Regions from separate parts of the Mus musculus genome. Here region 2 is linked to region 1. Evidence: chromatin contacts called from public promoter capture Hi-C data. All regions are on one chromosome and are shown on one strand. The core of a region is the stretch at or near the end of the contact, and the rest is flanking DNA. Distances in the headings are between cores, read along the strand shown.

Region 1 (2,700 bases), core at 193-2,692:
TTTTAAAATATATCATATTTCCCCCAATTAGTTTAATTTTTAAAAAAGAATGTATTTATTTTTTGTATATAAGTACACTGTAGCTGTCTTCAAACACACCAGAAGAGGACATTGGATCCCATTACAGATGATTGTGAGCCACCATGTGGTTGCTGGGAATTGAACTCAGGACCTCTGAAAGAGCAGTCAGTGCTCTTAACCACTGAGCCATCTCTTTAGCCTCAAAGTATTTTAATTTAAAATAATTTACTTATTTTTAAGTATACTCGAGTTTTGCCTGTGTGTGTAGAATAAAAGTGGAGCCAGAAGAGGGCATCCAATCCCCTAACTAAAGTTGTTAGCCACTGTATTGATGCTGAGACTTGAACCCTGGTCTTCTGAAAGAGCACACGTGCTCTTAACCACTTTTTAAGAGTTATTTACTGGGCTAGAAAGATGGTTCAGGGGTTAAGAGCACTGACTGCTCCTCCAGAGGTCCTGAGTTCAATTCCCAGAAACCACATGGGTAGCTCACAGCCATCTGTAATGGAATCCGATGCCTGTATTCACATACATAAAATAAATAAATCTTAAAAAAAAAAGGAGTTATTTACGCGTTCGAGTGTTTGCCAGCATAGATGTATGTACATTTATATGTACGTATGTACACCATGTGGTTGCCTTTTGCTTTGGAGGCTAGAAGAGGATGTCAAGTCCCCTGGGACCAGAGTTGCAGGCAGTTGTGAGCGACCATGCTGGTACTGAGAACTGAACCCAGGCCCAGGCCCTCTACAAAAGCAGCAAGTGCTCTTAGCCACCGAAGTGCTTCTCCAGCCTCCACTTCAAGTATTTTTAAGATGGTTTTACCTCTAGGAGCAAAGATATTAGGAAGATTTAAAATTCATTCAATTTAAGGTAATCCAATACTAACATAACAAGTCAAAAAGGTGAATCAAGGCCACTAGGCCCAGCAGAGTCCTGAGAGTAAACTTGGCTTACTACTCTCCTCATTTTGGACACCAGATCTCCTGTGTTTTTAAAGAACTACAGAAATGTACACAAGATAATCAAGAGCTGAGAATAAGAGTAGACAAGACTGAGTGCCTAACTGGAGAGCTGTCCAACGCCAGTAAGATTCACCATCTGTGAAGACTGTGCTGAACTGACAGGACCTAGAATACCAAAGAAACAAGGCACTGGCTAGGTCTCTGAAGACCTCTCTGGATAAGGTAACTGGGGTAGGAAGGCCCATCCTAACTGTGAGCAGCACCATCACTGGGATGGGGTCCAGGCTGCGTAAAAGGTAGAAAGCGAGCTCTCTACTTCCTGACGGCAGCTGTGACATGGCCAGCTGCTTCAAGTTATTGCTGCAGTGACTTTTCCTCCATAACAGACTGCTGATCAAATAGTAAGCCAGAATAAACCCTCCCTGAGCTGCAAGAATGTCTCAGTGGTTAAGAGGATTGCTAGTCTTCCAGTAAGCACCTAGCACCCACATCAAGTGGCTCATAACTTCCATAACTCCAGCTCCAGGAGAGCTGACATTCCTTTCTGGCCTCTGCAGGTATCCACAATCACATGGCAGAAACACAAGCACATAATAGACAGAAGAAAGAATAAAATAAATCTTCTTAAACATAAAACAAACCTTTTCTTCCTTAAATTGCTTTTGTCAGGTATTTCATCACAACAATAAAAAAAAGAGAGAAAGTAACTGAGACAGTAGGTATTGCAACGTACAAACTAGAACTGAGCACGGTGATTTACTCTACAATCCTAGCACTCAGGAGGATGAGGTGGGCAGATCTCCGTGAGTTCGAGGCAGCCTGTTCTACATAGGAAGTTCCAGGCCAGCTGAGGCTATATAATGAGACCCTGTCTCAGAAAAAAAGAAAGAGGGAGGGGAGGGGAGGGGAGGGGAGGGGAGGAGAGGGGAGGGGAGGAGAGGGGAGGGGAGGGGAGGAAGAAAGAAAGAAAGAAAGAAAGAAAGAAAGAAAGAAAGAAAGAAAGATAGATAGAGGAAAAAGGAAAAAGAGAAAGAAGGAGGGAAGGAGGGGGAGGGGGAAGGGAGGGAAGGAAGGAAGGGAGGGAAAAAGGGAGGAAGGGAGAAAGGAAGAAAAGGAGGAAGGAAGGAAGTGAGGGAGGGAGGGAGGGAGGAAGGAAGGAAAGAAGGAAGGAAGGGAGGGAGGGAGGAAGGAAGAAAGGGAGGAAGGAAGGAAGGAAGGAAGGAAGGAAGGGAGGGAGGGAGGAAGGAAGAAAGGGAGGAAGGAAGGAAGAAAGGGAGGGAGGGAGGGAGGGAGGGAGGAAGGGAGGGAGGGAGAAAAAAGGTTTCAGATTTTACACATAAGCACTTCACTAAAAATAGGTTGGTTATTCAAAACAGATACAGATTAATTATGAATTCATCCAAGTGGCTACCAATATAACAGAAATCGGTCAGGGAGGAACCATTACTATGTATACCTACTGCTGTAAGAATCTACTGACTAGATTCACACCAAAAATTCCTCTGTCCTTCTGTAATAGAAATAAAAACTGAAAGCTGTGAGACAGCTCAGCCAGTAAAGTGCTTACCATGTAAACATGGGGGTCTGCATTCAGATCCTCAGACCCACAGGGAAGGGCCAGGCGCACACACTCCCAGCACCAGGAAGGCAGCCTCGGGGCTTGGTGAACAGTAAGTCAAGTCAGTGAGCTCCCGGTTCAGTGAGAGACTGACTC
Region 2 (2,700 bases), core at 77-2,576, 230 kb before region 1:
CAGGAGGCAGAGTCAGGTGGATCTCTAGAGTTCAAAGCCAGCCTGCTAGTCTACAGAGCATGTTCCAAGACAGCCAGGACTACACAGAGAAACCCTGTCAAAACAAAACAAAAGCAAAAACAAAAACAAAAAAAAATCATAAAAAGGAAAGAAGGAAAAGGGGAGGGGGCTCAAGTGATAAGTGTATAGCCCCCTCCCAATTTGGGAGTCTGAGACCGGAGAATTACAAGTTCCAGGCCAGCCTGGGCTACTTAGTGAGCTCCTGTTTCAAAAAGAAAGAGAGGGAAGCAGGAGTCATTGGAAGAGTGGATGTCTAGGATGCACAAAGCCTTGGGTTCTATTCCCAGACTGGGTATGGTGGGCACACCTGTGATCCCAGCTCTTAGGGAATAAGACGGGAATACCAAAGTTCAAGTTCATTCTTGGCTACATTTTTAGATTTGAAGCAAGTCTGGACTACCGGAAACAAGGTCTCAAGACAAACAAAAAGAAAAAGCAGTCAATGACAGCCCCATGGCCACAGTTCCCACTGCTCTTTTGGCCAGTGGTCCCTGCAGTTGCATCTCTGAGACCGTGAGCCTCCAGGTCTGAGCTAAGTGAATGCAGTTTGCCTAATGTTCGGGCTGAATCTGGGCACCTACAGTTGTCTTACCTCCTCTCAGCCAGGAAATGCAAGCACGTGGGGTCCCACTTCAGTTTTATTCAGCTGAATTAGAGGCACAGTCAGAAATCTGTAACATCCTCGTGGGATGGGGGTGGGGTGGAGGACTAGAGAGGAGGGAGGGAGAGAGGGGAGGGGCAGTGTTGATCCACAGATCATGAAAACACTGAGGAACGCTCTCGAGTGAAAGCCCAGCTGCCTAGCTAGGCTATGCCACACCCTCTTCTTCAACATAATCAGTCTTAAAGGGTTCTGTTTGGTTTTCTTGTGTCACTGAAGTAATCAAAACCCAGGCATAGTGACAATTGGCTAACACCTGTTGAGGGCCCCCCGTGGGCCAAGATTTGGGAAGGCATCCAAGACACTGTTGGCGCTTTAATCTTCCCTAGGTAGCTTCAGCCTCAGAGGGGTTGAGCAGCTGGCTGGGGGTGTGACTGGCTAGAAACCTCTAGAGCTAGGAACTGAACCAGGACAAACGGATGCCAGGAGAGACACATTCTCCCCCCAGACAATCGAAGTAGTATTACGGACACCCTTTTGTGGACTCTTCGTGGGATTCTATGAAACCACGTCCTCTCAGGATTGTCAAAGAAAACAGGAAGCCCCTCTGGGGAGGCTCACCCCCCTGTTCCCCAAGCCAGGAAGTGGCTGGCAGAAAGAGCGATACGTAGCAAGGGCAGGAGCACCCGGGTTGAGAGCTTGGGGCCGTATCGGGCGGAGCCCTGAGCCAAGTCCCCTGGGGTCCCAGGGCTACATTCCTCTGAGGTCTGCGGAGGCCACTGCTTAAAGGCGCAGAAGTGCAGCTGGGAACGAGAACAAAGCGGCCAGACCCCCCTCGGAGGAAGGAAGGAGCGAGCCCCAGGAAGCAGCTGATAGCGCTAAGCTCAGCTTGTTTTTTCCTCTGCTCAACAGTTCTCCTGCCACGGCAAACAAAAGACGTACGTTCTGATTCCCTTCGGTGTTTGGATTGCGGCCGCAGACTGGATCTGCTTTGTGAAGAGCTGAGGGTAGCTTCTGGCTCGACCTGCCGCTTGATGGCAACGCTGTCCGCCTTGCCTGTCCCCAGCCAGGAGCCCCACGAGGGCATTGCTCTAGATCAAGGGATGAGATGTCGAGATTTCTACCCGTTGACTCGTGACCTTGGCATTGAAGGACCTGCAGCGTAGGCCTTAAAAACTGTTAAGATAGGAACCCTTGTTCCATGGAGATGCCCTGTCCCCGCTATTATCTCAGCCAAGGTCACAGCCCGCTGCTGTGCAGGGCCACACTGGGACTGGTGCCACCTTTATCCCATGGGTCAAGGCAATGGCAATAGATGTCAGGTTCCTGGAGGATCGGGGTCCGAATCCCGGTCTGTCCGCCTTCAAGGTCACCAGTAAGTGACAGGTGGGTCTAAGCAATCCCCTGAGCATGATGAACGCAGAGACTTTGTACTCCCGGGTGTGAGCGGTGAGGGAGTGGGCAGACCTTGTCAGTGTCCTAATCCATAGTCTCAGGACAGGGACAGGCCAAGATGCGACAGCAATGCTGGGCATGGTTTGTTTTGCTCCAGCAGGTGTTGAACGTGTGGCTATGCCAAAGGCCACCAGCAAACCCACACGAAGCAAACACAAAGCTTCCACTGATGGGTCTGTGGGCTGCCGATTCTTGTGGGCTTTACAGTGCGGCAACGGCAGTGCTGGTCACATGGACCGAGAGACTGTTTTGATGCCAGAGACTAATGCTCCGATCCGATCCGTCACCACAGGAGTTAAAGGAGCAGCCAAGAGATCAGCGTGGTTGAACCCCCGCTCTAAGCTGCCTGCCGTTCTCTCCTCCCCTCCCACTCTGAGACTGCAGTTCACATGCCGAAGACAAATGGCATAAAGGGCAGGCAATTAATTTTTTCAGCTGGAGACTGATGGAATGTGGGTGTTTGGCATGCACCTCTGTCTCCAGTCTCCTCAGGGAAATACCTCCCGGAGGGCCCTTCAAATTCCTCATCTGCCCTTTAGGACCAATATGTAATTCAGTCCTGAAAAATCAGTCGGAATGGGTCT

Evidence for each region. Promoter capture Hi-C pulls out the DNA fragments that hold promoters and counts their contacts.
Region 2: a contact with region 1 is called in a promoter capture Hi-C map of pre-B cells. The contact joins two enhancer-like sites. A contact is called at or near these places in 2 of 39 promoter capture datasets (the C10 cell line and pre-B cells), 1 of 115 datasets of contacts at active chromatin or transcription factors (memory CD8 T cells) and 1 of 9 other capture datasets (pancreatic islet).

Annotation. Positions count from the first base shown.
Region 1 is chr9:96,202,618-96,205,317 of GRCm38.p6, reverse strand. All of the region lies in intron 2 of Tfdp2 (transcription factor Dp 2), which reads right to left. Among named protein-coding and RNA genes, the nearest start is that of Tfdp2, 7.7 kb to the right of the region's middle. Within about 2 kb of position 1,442, at least 7 of the 459 cell types and tissues checked have an H3K27ac peak or open chromatin away from gene starts, as enhancers often do.
Region 2 is chr9:96,436,822-96,439,521 of GRCm38.p6, reverse strand. No RefSeq gene overlaps it. Among named protein-coding and RNA genes, the nearest start is that of Gm51656, 26 kb to the left of the region's middle. Within about 2 kb of position 1,326, at least 283 of the 459 cell types and tissues checked have an H3K27ac peak or open chromatin away from gene starts, as enhancers often do.